Regions from separate parts of the Sus scrofa genome. Here region 1 is linked to region 2. A link is a contact called in public Hi-C data. All regions are on one chromosome and are shown on one strand. Each heading gives the region's core, a stretch centred on a gene start, on an enhancer-like site or on the middle of the called end of the contact. The rest is flanking DNA. Distances are from core to core; before and after follow the strand shown. Region 1 has its middle 44 kb from the start of MAFB. Region 2 has its middle 190 kb from the start of MAFB.

Region 1 (6,581 bases), core at 2,261-4,760, 150 kb before region 2:
AGCAGGTGACCATGACTGTCTTCCCCAGGTGCATTCAAAAGGCCCTAGGTGTCCCCCTGCCCCAGTCCTTCTCATTGGATGTCCCAGTGAATGCTCTTGACAAGGAAATGTTTGTTGAATGAATAAGTGAAATGTGAGAGTGCTTAGGGTCTCCTGGGGAAGGAGAGATGATTTGAAATAGACTTAGTCTACAACCCGTGGGGCAGAGCATGGCGTCACACTGGGCAGTGTGTGTGTGTGTGTGTGTGTTTATACACACGTGGGTGTGATAGGTAGAGGGAGAATCTGGCGGCGATTCCCCTGTAGCTGCTGGTGCGCCCAGAGCCCAAGCTTTCCTGGGCACGATCTCAATCTCCCTGTTCACCCTTCCGGCTGCTGGGGGTGGGGTGGGGGCTGGGGGGCCCAGTGTCAGTCTCTTGCTTTCCTGGGAGGGGCGCCGGTCCTCGCCGGGGGATTTGTACCAGCCGCTAAGCAGATAATTGCTTGTCAGATTGATTGAAGGCTTTTCAAAATGTCTTTTCCTTGAAACATCCTCCCATCCCCCAATAAGGAGATTATTTGAGTTGGAACTGTTTCCCCCTCAGCTTTTTTTCCCCTCCTTTCTCAAAGTAGTAATTACTGCCCGAGTAGCCCTCCATGGCGTTTCCTGTCATTTGGAGGCTGAAGCCAGCGGCTGTTTCCTCTGCTGCTGAAGGACAAGCAGGCCAATTAGGCAAACACCCCACCCCCCAGCCTGGCCCTGAGCCCCAGGGCTCCTGGTGGCCTCCGTGGGGCCAGGAGGGCCAGGCTGTCCCCTGTGGGGATGGCGTGTAGGAAGGAACTCGCTGACTGACCACTGGAGGTGGCCCCTGGCTCTTTTCCAAATTCTGTGCTGCCCCCATCCTCTGGGTCCTGTTCCTCTGTGTGCGTGTGCGCGTGCGCACTCGTGTGCATGTGTGGCTGGCAGATGCACTCCTGTGTATACCCATACCTGGGTGCATGGGCTTTGGGGCTCCGTAGGAACCCGGAAGCTGGGTCTCCTATAGTGGTTTCCCCAAGGGGGCTCAGCCTTGATTCGCTCCTCAGATTTAAAAAGTCTGTCAAATATCTGCCATTTGAAGTGGGTTGATGGCCAGCAAGAGCAAGCCAGTACAGGGGAACGCTCATTGCCAAGTTTAGGTGGTAGGTTTATGGATGTTCCTGGCACAATCCTTTCAACTTTTCCATATTTCCAAATATTTCCGGACCTTTCAGAAGAAAATGTGGGCAGAAAGTTTGTAAGTCTCACCACCACACCCCCCACCACATGCAGGAATCATCGTGACCAATAGCTTTGCACGTTGGTTTCCTGCTGCTGCTCCTCCTCCTCCTCCTCTTCCTTCCCATCTTTTTCCTCCTCCCGGTCAGACTTTCGGTTACAGAAGCCAAAACTGAGCAGGACTCAGGCCAAGATGAGATTAACAGATGAGGCTCCGGAGTCAAGACAGTTTGAGTCTCTTCCAAACTCTATGACTCTATGATCTTGGGCAGGTCACTGAATCATTCTAGGCCTCAGTTTTCCCCATCTAAGAAATGGGGCTAATGATAACAGAACCTTCATAAGGTTGCTTCGAGGACGGAATGAGAGAATGTATGCAAAATGCTTAGCCTAAAGGCTGGACCATAGTCTGTGCTTAACAAAGGTTTGGCAAACAAATTTTAATAAAAACAGATCTCCTCCAAGTTCCCATCGTGGCTCATCAGTAACAAACCTGACTAGTATCCATGAGGATTCAGGTTTGATCCCTGGCCTCACTCAGTGGATTAAGGATATGGTGGTTGCCGTGAGCTGTAGTATAGGGTGCAGACATGGCTCGGATCCCTTGTTGCTGTGGCTGATATATAGGCCAGCAGCTATAGCTCTGATTCTACCCCTGGCCTGGGAAATTCCATACCCTGTGAGTGCAGTCCTAAAAACAACTACAACAAACAAACAAAAACCAGATCTCCTAAGACAGTATATACCATGGAGAAAGGTGGGAGTGACGTGGCCAGGAGATGAATGTGACAGGAAATTTTGTGTTGAGGGACCCTGGACTGCAACACGGTTGGCTGGAGTGTGGAAGGACTGGGAAGGGAGGGAGCTCGAGACAGCTTTGCTTTGGTGATTGGAAGCATGGACCCTGGGATCAGATGGCTTGATTCAAATTCCGGCCCTACTGCTTACTAATTAGATAACTGGACAAATGGCTCCCACCGCCATGGTTTCTCTCTCTGTCAAAATGGGGATTGTAACCATTTGTACCTTGGGGGGCTGAGTTAACTGAGTTAATAAATGCAGCGGGGGAGGGGGGTAGAATGGTGCCAGGCTGCCTGGCCCATGGGGAAGTGTGCAAAGAGTGTTTGCAATAGTTCTTTCTCAGATGAGTGGATGTGGCCTGCATGTGGTTGCACACCTGTGATTGTGGCACACATGCACGTGCGCACAGGCGCATCTGCAGCCCCCGATTCATCTGGGTCTATGTGTAGGTGTGTGGTAGGCCCAGGGAGCAGAGAGTCCACGGGACAAGTGAACTCCTGGGGGACGATGACTCATCCGTCCACCCAGAGCAAAGACGCCCTCCAGCGAGAGGTAGGGTCCTGGGGTTCCCAGGAAGAGTGAGAAGTGTTTCTTATCAATGTCAGGTGCTGTCAATGTTATGTCCCTACTTGCAAGCCTCCAGTGGCTCCTCGTTCCTTCCTTTCTTCACTCCTTTAGCCAACCAACGTTTCTAGTGCATCAGATTGAGCCTCCTTGGCCCAATGCACTTGCTGTTGGCTTTGCCTAGCTTGCGCTTTCGCATATGCTCCTCTTTGGCCTTCGGGACTGGAGGCCAATGTACTTCCTCTGTGAAGCCCTCCTGACTGCAGCAGGCCATGTGTGCGGGTTCGCACACGCTCTGGTGTTAATCCCCACAGTGAGGCCAGTGACTTGCATCTGTTCGCCCTGGAGTCCCCAGTGCCATCCTCAGCAGTGTGTTTTCAATGAATGAATGAGTGAATGTGAGAACATTGCAGGGGGCCCAAATTCTGCTGCCAGGTTCAAAAGAGAGGATGGAGGTTGGCTTACTGACATCTGAATCCTTGCCTCTGTCACTGCTCTCTGTGCCACTGGCCCCAGCAGGAAAGCAGCAGAGGCCAGAGAGAGAGAGAGAGAGACGGCTGGGGAAGAGTTAAAGGAGCGGGGGGTGGCTGTTTGCTGGGGTGGTGACTCCCTCAAGGCTGCTGGATGTATTGGGAAGCAAAGCAGGAAAGCTGTCAGAATCCTTCAGATAAGGGGACATTCCGCCCTTGGGCTCAGCCCAAGGTTCCCTCCCTGGAGGCCCCAGCATGCCAGGCCCTGACCCCCTAGGGGAGGCCAAGGAAGCTGCCTTGACTGCAGTGGCATGGACCCCAGTCTCTGCTTTATCTCCTTGCACCACACACCGGCTGCAGCAGTGGGGACACAGGCAGCTCGGGAAGCAGGGGCAGCTTTTGTCGAACTTGGGGTCAGAGGTGAGTGGAATTTGGCAGCCAGGGAAAAGGCAGCTTCCTGTGGCCGGCTTAGACTGAAGCTGGCAGCAGGGATCCAGACTGAGCTGGCAGCTCAGAGATGCCAAAGCTGGGATTTTCATGGCCAGTTCCTTCTGCAAGACACATGGTGGGGCTGGATTTCACAGTATATAGGAGAAGAGTGAATGTGTGCATGCACAGGTGTAAGGCATGTGCGTGCATACACCCATGTAGAGTATATGTGCACACATGCTATAGCATGCCTGCATACATGTAAATAGCGCTTGTAGGTGTGTGCACACATGGACAAGTCTATGCCTTGTGTGCCTGTGTAAGTGTGAGGCCAGAAATCAGTGATTGTATGTTTCCACTGTGTCTGTGTCTGTGCCCAAGTTTGTCTGCCAGGACATGCGTGCTCTCGGCATAGGTGTGGAACAGAGATTTGTCTGTGCCCAGGTGTGTTCCTACACATGCATCTGCCTAAAGTGGGTGGGAAAGCCTGTGTATGCCGAAGGTATGTGTATGATGCACAGAGGACAAAATCTCAGTGAGTGAGTGTGTGTGTGTGTGTGTGAGTGTGTGTGTGTGTGTGTGTATGTGTGTTCTGAGAAACCATCCTGCAGCCCAGCAGGATGAAGCAACCGAGGGAGGGGATAAAAGACTGGGATGCTAGAAACATCTGGCACTTCCTGTGGCCCTGGGGTCTCTGAAGAAGGTTTTGTGTTTCCTCCTGGCCAATAAAGGTAATCCTTCTCACGCCAATACAGGAGCAGGGCTCCTCTATTCAATCATGTCCCCAGGCCTGCTCAGCCCCGGGTGTTAATCAGAGCGGGGCAATTGGAAGGAGGGGTAATAGGAGCATCTTTATGGGGGAGGGGAGAGCAGAGTTTCCCTTCTGCTGGGGAGGGGGCCTAGGCCTGGCAGCTAGATGGGGCCACAGCAGCCCTGGGGTGTCTAGTGCCAGTGAGGGGGACCACAAGATGAGGTGCAATGTCAACAGTGAGTCCAAAGCCTCTGGGTTGGAAAGGGGGGTGTCTCAGCCCAGAACGCCCGCTGATGTGCCCTATCTACCCAGGGGCTGGGGGAGCAGAGCCCAAGGACCGCTGACATGAGGGCCTCAGAAGGAAGGAGTTTGAGCAGAATCTTTGCCTTCACGGCATTTAAGAAAGTTAATTATAGTTACTAGGCATTTGTGTGATATTTCTTCAATATCCGCATCTAACATGAGACCAGGACTTGGCAGATTAGGGCCTGTGGGCCAAATGTGGCCTGCTGCCTGTTTTTGTCAATAAAGTTTTATTGGAACACAGTCACACCCATTCGGTTATATATTTTCCATGGCTGCTTTCCTGCTACAGAGACAGAGTTGAGTAGTTGTGACATAGACTCCTTGGGCCACAAAGCCTAAACTATTTATTCTCTGACCCTTTATAGAAAAAGTTTGCTGACCTCTATACTAGACTGTCAATTTCCTGAGGGTAGAGTTTATAAACCTGACACACTGTAAGTGCTTAGTAAAGATTAGTTCAATGGGAATTCTTGTTGTGGCTCAGTGGTTAACGAACCCAACTAGTATCCATGAGGACTCGGGTTCATTCCCTGGCCTCGCTCAGTGGGTTAAGGATCCTGCATTACCGTGAGCTGTGGTATAGGTCGCAGACGCAACTCGTACCCCATGTTGCTCTGGCTGTGGTGTAGGCCAGCAGCTACATCTCCGATTTGACCCCTAGCCTGGGAACCTCCATGTGCTGGGGGTTTGGTCCTAAAAAGACCAAAAAAAAAAAAAAAAATTTTGGTTCAATCAATGAATAACTTGGAGGGTAAGTTTATTGGAATTCCAGGCAGGGGGGATAGGGTGTGCCAAGGTATAGGACCAAGAAATAGTGTGGGATGTGCTGGTGATGGGGCGTGTGGTGTGAATGGAGGAACAGAGAAAACACACACACACACACACACACACACACACACACACACACACGACTGTGGAGGCCATTAACACAGCAGAGGAACTCCTTGGTAAAGGAAGGCTTCTCTGAGGAATTGACCTTGGGTGGAGTCCTGCAGATGCGTAGACACTTTCTGGAAGACGGAGGAATGGCATGCCAGGTGGAGGAAGATGCAGAGGTAAAGGCCGAGAACCAGAGAGTGGCCAGGTGGGACGCTGGGCATCGGGACTTGCTAATTACACCCAGCCTAGACGTGCATGTGTGGGGCTCCAATCGAGCTCAAGAGGTTTGGGGGGCTGGATTTGCAGGGCGCGGAAGGGATTCCATCAGGGGTTTGGACTTTGTTTTCTGGGCACTAGGGAATAGCTGGGGCTGTCAGCGGAGGCTCCAGGGAACAGTAGTGCCTGCCTTCCAGAGATACGTCAGGATTACATGAGCTCAGTAATGTGAACACATCCAGCCTGAGCCTGGCACAGAGTGGCTTATAAGCAGGGTTGCCAGAGAAAATCCAAGACTCCCAGTTACATGTGAGTTTCAGGTAAATGACCAATCATGTTTCAGTATAAGCATAGAACAGACATCTATTAACCCCTACTTTGTTATTTTTCTGAAATTCTGATCTAGTTGGGTGTCTTGTGTTTTTATATGCTAGATCTGGCAACGCAGTTGCTAAGGGATGTTGGCTGAACCTGGGTCTTTGTTGGTGGCTTCAAGGTCTGGGACACTTGCCAGTGACTCCAGAAATAGGAAGACAAGCCAGCAGCTGGACATTGGCGCTGTGAGGCAACACGGAGCCCCGTCCTCTTGGCTGATGGGGAAGGAAATAAAGGTTCAGAGAGGGAAAGAGACTCGCTAGCAGCCACGAGGCAGGCCTGGCATTTTGTTTTTCTCTATGGTTGGTCAAGGGGAAGCTTTGGCTGGTCCAATAGACCAGAGGCAGGAAGAAAGATCCTACCAGAGAGCTTGGGGAGCTCTGAGCATGGCTCCCGGAATCTACGGAGCCATCCCTGTCTTGGCAGTAGATACAGATTTCTGCCACATCCTTTACCCATCCCTGCCTCAGTGCATTCAGCCATCAAATGGGCTAATTACACCCACCTCACAGGTGAGTTGTGAGGATTAATTAATGTTTGTAAAGCCTTTGTG
Region 2 (6,981 bases), core at 2,347-4,846:
TATTTATTGAGTACCTAGTATATGCTAGGCATAGTTCTAGGCAGTGATAGCAAAGGAACAAAGTAGGAAAAGTTCCTGTTATTACAGGGCTTACATTTTAGTGGAGGATACAAACTGTAAAGGAAAAAACAAAAGGACTATTCCAGTTAGTGAGATGCACTATTAATGAGAAACAAAATGGGATTTAGGGTTGGAGAAGATGGGGCGGGGGTATGGTTGTAATTAAAGATATAAGGAAAGAACTTTTGTAATGAGAAACCAATAATCCATTTGGCCTCCAAGTATTTATAAGGGTGATAGACTTTTGGAATGGCTTGGCAGCAGGGTACCAAGAGGGAGCTTCCATCAGAGCATCAGAAGCTGCTTCCAAGTAAACATTAGCTAATGTGCTTGCTCAAAATATCCATGGGTCCCTGAACCTCTAGAGGAGGCTCACTGGCCCCTCCCTCGGCCAACACAATGCCAGCCTTTTTGTATCTTGATGGCTCTTTAACTCCTTCCCCCCTTCTTCATCTTTCCTCCTCATATCCTCTTTCATGCATTGCTCTTTGAACACCCAGATTCCTCTGATATTGTGCAGAAATGTTTGGTTGTCCTTGGCTCCAACTCTACATTCGGTCAATATTTATGTATCTAAACTCATCAACATCCTCAGCAGGACAAGGGCCTTTTATTAAACATGACACATTTTCTTTAGAAGGAAGCAGTGACTCGGGAGAGAAAAATGCCAAGAATGAAGCACCATGTGTATAAATCGTGCACGGACACTGGGGCAGTGTGTTCCACTGTGTCTGTCTAGAGGTTGAGTCTAGGGCTGCATCCTTAGAAAGGGAAAGAAGTGAATGTTATGGATAAGAAGCACCCGAAGAAAAGGCAGATCCTACAAAAAGATTTGGGATTGTGGAAAGCAGACCTCAGATCAGAGATAGTTCCTCTTTGAACTTTGCTCTTGTGAGATCAATATTCAGGGTGGGTTTAAGGGCTTCCAGGAAGAGGGGGGTCTATGTTTCATCTGGGGGTGCAGCATCATGAATATATGAATTGGTAGGCTTCTACAAGAAGGGGTCATGTACAGCCAAGGAACCACAGCTAGCTGCCAGCTTTCAGTGATATCATGTGACAATTCTGTTCTCTGAGATTGTTCAGTAAGGAGATAGCCCCTGAGGAAAGCAATGGATCCAGCTACATTCAGTAGGCACATCTTCCTTGATTCTACAGTTCACTTCCCGAAATGTGACCTAAAGATATAGGTTTATACGGCACATGTAGAAGGATTATTAACTGACTCCATGTCTGTGATAACAAATCCCTGGAAACAACCTCAATGTATTGGGAGCTTTTTAAGTTTAAGAAATGATGCATTTATAGATGCCTATAACTATAGCCATGGTAAAGAATAAAGACATTCACAGACTAATAGATTGGTTGTCGAGGGGAAGAAACAGAGGGCAGGTTGATAGAGGAGTTTTTGCAGGAATTTTCTCCCATGTTAAATGACAAAAAAAAAAGGCTGATAAAAATTCTGTGGTTAAGGGTCTTCTAAATAGTACTAGAGAATCTTTACAGACTTTGTAGAGGTAGTCTGGCAAAAATGTTTCCTCGTAGAAAGCTTTGTGCCATAGCCTTAGTCTGAGCTGTGTCTCACCTGCTGGGTGTTTTGGTTGCCCAGGGACTATCGTGCAAGAACCTGGCATGGATCCTGGCATTGTAGTGGGTCTCCATCTTTGCAGGAAGGAACTCCTTCAGGGATGACGTTTACCTTTGCACTTTCCCCTTGCTGAACAGTTCCAGTTCTCAGGAGAAACCTTATTCTGAGCCCAACTGCCTCTTTTTAAGCCCTAGTGGGAGCTCTGGCATGGCTCTGAATGAAGATCACTCCCCTGGGGAGTGCCAGTGCCCTGTTTGGATGCATAGATTCTCAATCTGCTCATCTCTCAGCTTCTCCGTAGCTCTGGCACTGACTCCAAATCTGAGAAGAACCTTCCATACTCTTGAGATCAGTTTTTCACAGAGCACACGGTCAGCCTGCTAATGCTTTCCGAGACCACTGAACACAGAGGCATCTAGCCTCATTTTCGTGAGTTTTCCATTGCTACATTTTTGGCCTCCTCCTCTAGTTCTGGAAAGTTCGAGGGACAGATCTTTAAAAAGGCTTATCTGACGGTCTCCAAGTTCAACGCTGTTGGCCATCTCAGCTCTGTTTTATGTTTTTTAATTAATTGTTACTCTCTGCTGCTTGTGCCTGAGGTGATTTTTTTTTTTTTTTAAACCACAAAGAGCAAGCCTAAGAAAGTTAAATAAATAAATACTAATGAACAGAGAAGTGAGGCCTGGCGAGGTTAATTGAGTTTCTGGGGCCACAAAGCCGTTGGAGAGCAGTTGTGGGCTCAGGGAGGGAAGCTGGTCTGGCCACCTCCTCTGTGCTCTGGCCACTTTGCCATGTTACTGCCCAAATAAGCGCCCACTTAGTAGCAGAGTTAGAAACGGAAGTCATTTTTTCAGCAATTTATTGGATCTTTTTTCCCACCCAGGAGTATTGATTTTTCTCTTGCCTCAGCTGGGGATGGAGCTGAAGAGAGGAGTCTTTTTGGGTGTGAACCCCGAGCCAGTGGGTGTTGTGCTTGAGTGCCAATGACCCCGAAGGCTTGCGGCAGGCTCCAGGAGCCCACCACCTCACCAGGATGGCTGGATTCAGTAAAAGCTCTGAAACACCATAAAACCCCAGCCCAGTGTGTTCATGGGTGAAGGAAGTTACACAGTACACATTACACTGTTCTTTTTTAAAAGAATTTTTTTAGGGCCACACCTGCAGCCTATGAACGTTCCCAAGCTAGGGGTCAAATCGGAGTTGCAGCTGCCAGCCTACGCCACAGCCACAGCAACCTACATCACAACTCACAGCAATGCTGGATCCTTAACCCACTGAGCGAGGCCAGGGGTGGAATCTGTGTCCTCACAGATACTAGTTGGGTTTGTTAACCGCTGAGCCACAAAGGGAACTCCCTACATTATAGTGTTCGAATCACATCATTTAATGAGAAACAAAATTGTGCTAGTTCCACAATTATGGTATGTTTCAGGGCTTGATTGTATGTACAGGATGGTGTATTTGGTTGAGTCCTTGAAAGTGACCAGAGATTTTCATTTCATGTATTTCCAGACCTTTCCCAATACAGTTGGGAAGCATCTAGAACTGTTAGGCTTATGGGTCGGGTGGAGAATCAACTTATACCACAAACAGCATCTCCTGGCTTTCAAAATAATGAGGAAACACTGGTGCCCCATGACTAGAGAGTGAAAGAGACTGAATAAATAAAACGAACATGACACAAATATCACGGCTTTTGATAGCCCCTGCACACACATCTGGCTTCAATTTGCCGGGATTTTCTCATTTGTTAAATTACAAAAAAAAAAAAAAAGAGCCAATAAAAATTCTGTGGTTAAAGGTCTCTTAAAAAGTACTAGAAAAGCAAGTTCACGGTCTTTGCCGCATTTGTTACTGATTATGGGCAAACATGGGGACAGCTATCGACCCTTGTGACTTGGATCTGGAACATGTTGATGAAATCTCAGGGACCCGGGCGTAGGTCACTTTCTGATGCCCGTGGAGCTTGGGCAGGGGAGATAGGGATGGACTGGTCCATGCCAGGGCCTCGTGTTTGGTATGAATCGCTTCATTAGGGTGACTGTTGCACATTGGGATCCACTCCAGGAAATGCCTCCAGTAGTTAAAAGCATGCCACCTAAGAACCGTCTTGTGGGAGGTAGCACGAGAAGTGAGAAAAGAGAGGAGGAAGGTGAGAAGGGAGGATGGATGAGACTCCTCTCCTGTGTCCCTGGTCTTGTTTCAGGTGTTTGGCAGCAGGACCAATGGTGACCTCATACCACTGACAGGCAGAAAGGCAGCTCATTTTAGGGACAGTCATTTTCTACTTACCCAGAACTACCAAAAGACTTCCATGCAAGTTTGTGCAGGTCTGGATAGTTGGCAGCAGTGTTTTTTGTTCATGCTCTGAAATCTTAACTCCAGTGAGAAAGACTGACCTATCTGTTGAGAAAGCAGTGTCGTCTGATACTAAGTTATTTTGCCATTCTTGCCTTCTTTCCTCCCTCCCTTCCTCCCGTCCTTCATTCCTATTAGCTTCCACATGTGCCTCACCAAGTGCTAAGTCCCCAAGAATACAAAAGAAAGAAGACTTAAAACTGTTCAGGAACTTTGTAGACCAGTGGGAAAGCTGTACAAGAAAATATACATCATTTGGGGTAGGTACTATCCTAGCTGAGCTTTCACAGAAGCAGGTGTAATAAAGGCTGCCTTGGTTGCGAATGATTTTGTCAAGGAGATAATGCTTGAAGTAGCCAGAGAAATGCACCAGGTGGAGGAGCTGGAGAGAGATTATTTTTGGTCAAAGGATATGGAACATTCAAGGCAAAGACACCTGAAATAGTCAAGGGGTTTGAGAAGGCAACAGGCTGACCATATGTAAACCAGTTTCTAATGAAGTGTCTTGATCATTCAGTCCAACCAACTCAATTCAGTAAATGCTTTTTGATTCCCATCTAGGGCTCTGTCCTGGAGTCTGGCATCCTTGGTGATGGTGGGGGTGAACAGAGACTCATAGGCAAGACCCAGATTGTGTCCAGGAGGGGTTTTGATGTTAGGAGAGGCGAAAGCACGAAGACCTCGAATGGTTAGTGCATCAGAGAGGCCCAAGGAGGTAACTATGGGAAACAGAGGAGAGAACAAGAGGTCCAGGAAGACTTCCTATAGAAGGATGAATTAGACTTGGACCCTGCACAATGGAAGACAGAAGAGGAGAATGTGTGAGCCAAAGAAGGGAAGTGGGCTATGGGAGTTTATTTCTGTTTGTTTATTTATTTATTTACTTATTCATTTACTTAGTTTGCTTTTTAGGGCTGCACTCGCGCCATGTGGAAGTTGCCAGACTAGGGGGCAAATTGGAGCTGCAGCTGCTGGCCTATGCCACAGCAGCACCAGATCCGAGCCACATCTGCAACCTACACCACAGCTCAACGGCAGTGCTGGATCCCTGACCCACTGAGTGAGGCCAGGGATCGAACCCGCCTCCTCATGGATACTAGTCAGATTTGTTTCCACTGTGCCACAAAGGAAACTCCTTATTCAAGTTTATCTTTACTGACAATTTACCTTCTCAAACCATCTCCAAACCAGGTTATGCCTCAGAATCCCCAGAAGGGGTTAAATAGAGATTGCTGGGACTCCCTTTCAGAAATTCAAATTTATTTTTATTTATTTATTTATTTAATCTAGGGCTGCACCCGCAGCATACAGGCTAAGGGTCTAATCAGAGCTATAGCTGGCCTATGCCAAAGCCACAGCAACGCCAGATCTGAGCCATGTCTGCAACCTATACTACAGCTCCTTAACCCACTGAGCCAGGCCAAGGATCGAACCTGCAACCTCATGGTTCCTAGTCAGATTTTTAACACTGAGCCATGACGGGAACTCCAGAAATTCAAATTTCAAGTGGAACACATTTCAGTAAAATCTCCAGGGCATTCTGACTCCCAGCACACAGGTGAGATTTCAACTGATGGGGTGCAATGATGGGCTTTGGGCTTGCACAGAAATGAGTTCTAAGCACAGTTTTGCTTTCTAATCATTTTGTCATTGTGGGCAGTATGCTTGAATGCTCTTAGCCTCACATTTCTTGTTTTCAAAAGTGACAATGAGAACCTAGGGAGTGGTAGTTAAAATAAATGAGATGATATTGGTCAGACTGCTAAAGGAATTTCTGGCCAAAAGTAGGTGGTGGATAAATCTGTTTTCTTCCTGTATTTGGTTTAGTAAAATGACTTTTTGTTTTAGGGAAGTAAAAATGCTCAGGAGGCATAACTCCTGGCCTTAAGAAAGAACCAGTCACAGACAGGCAGGACATTTGTGTTCTGGAATAAATTGTCAGGCACAGGAGACGGCTGGGCCTTCATTTTCTTGCTTTAGGTAATGCCCAGAATTTTTCAATCATGCCTTTTCATCAGCAGTATTAAAAAGGCTTTTGTGTTCAGTGAGTACACAGATACTACTAAGGAATATTAGTGGATTTAAGCCCTTATGTACTCACACCTTAGTAAGAGTTTGTGAAATTGTGGCTGAATGCTACTGTGATAGAGCTCAGCTTTCCAAGTTTGCGAGGTAATGATCTAAGTCCAGTGGTTCAAAATTATGCTTTGTCATGCTCTACAGATGGGGCCACCATGTTTGGTTATGTCCCGAGCAGCCGTAGGAAGAGCCATCCTTACAGCATATAATGTGAACGGCATCTCCTAAGGTTGTGCAGTGCGTCACCTGCCCAACTGTCTATGGGGGTTCTACCTAAGGGATTCCATAGAGTCAATTTTGAAAGGAGGATGGGGATGCTGACAAGTAGATGTTGCTATAGTCCTCACTTGCCTTTAGAAAAGCCCCATGGCATTATGTGGGGTTCTGTGGGAGGTTTTCTTTAAAGATAAGGGGCAATGTAAGCCAGCGCCCTATTCAACCTCTCCACTTTGCAATTGGAGAACTAAGGTTGCATGGTGAGAATGGGGCAGAATGCACACTATGACCCAGGATTCTCTGGCCTGGGGGACCGGGGTAGAACAGGCATGTGGGTTAGGGTTGCGTCCCATCCCAGCAGTAGCCACAGCAGGAAGGGGAGGCTCTGGCCAGGGCAACATCACGGAAAGGGTAACCTTGCTACTAGTGGAGCCTTAGGCCACCTCGGGAGAAGTTCAGTGGCCCCTGTTAACCAAAGCTACCTAGAACGGGCCTTTCAGGTCTGTCATTCAGCCCAGGGCACAGCTAACGAAACCTCCAGAGGCCGGACCCAGGCCTGGGATGGCTAGGACGCTCATCAGGGCCAGCAAGAGCCTTTGAAGACTCGACTTCCCCTTTTCCCTGATGGGTTTAGAAGAAATGGAGAAAGGAGCCCCAATAGCCAGGAAGACAGGCTGGGG

What was found. A called contact is a pair of places that touch in the nucleus more often than the background predicts.
Region 1: a Hi-C map of liver shows a contact between it and region 2, with 4 times the contacts expected there. The contact joins two enhancer-like sites. A contact is called at or near these places in 3 of 47 Hi-C or Micro-C datasets (all in liver) and 1 of 2 datasets of contacts at active chromatin or transcription factors (alveolar macrophages).

Annotation. Positions count from the first base shown.
Region 1 is chr17:43,364,315-43,370,895 of Sscrofa11.1, reverse strand. No RefSeq gene overlaps it. Among named protein-coding and RNA genes, the nearest start is that of MAFB, 44 kb to the left of the region's middle. Within about 2 kb of position 3,510, at least 3 of the 83 cell types and tissues checked have an H3K27ac peak or open chromatin away from gene starts, as enhancers often do. A contact at or near this core is called in liver, where this site is marked.
Region 2 is chr17:43,214,051-43,221,031 of Sscrofa11.1, reverse strand. No RefSeq gene overlaps it. Among named protein-coding and RNA genes, the nearest start is that of MAFB, 190 kb to the left of the region's middle. Within about 2 kb of position 3,596, at least 1 of the 83 cell types and tissues checked has an H3K27ac peak or open chromatin away from gene starts, as enhancers often do. A contact at or near this core is called in liver, where this site is marked.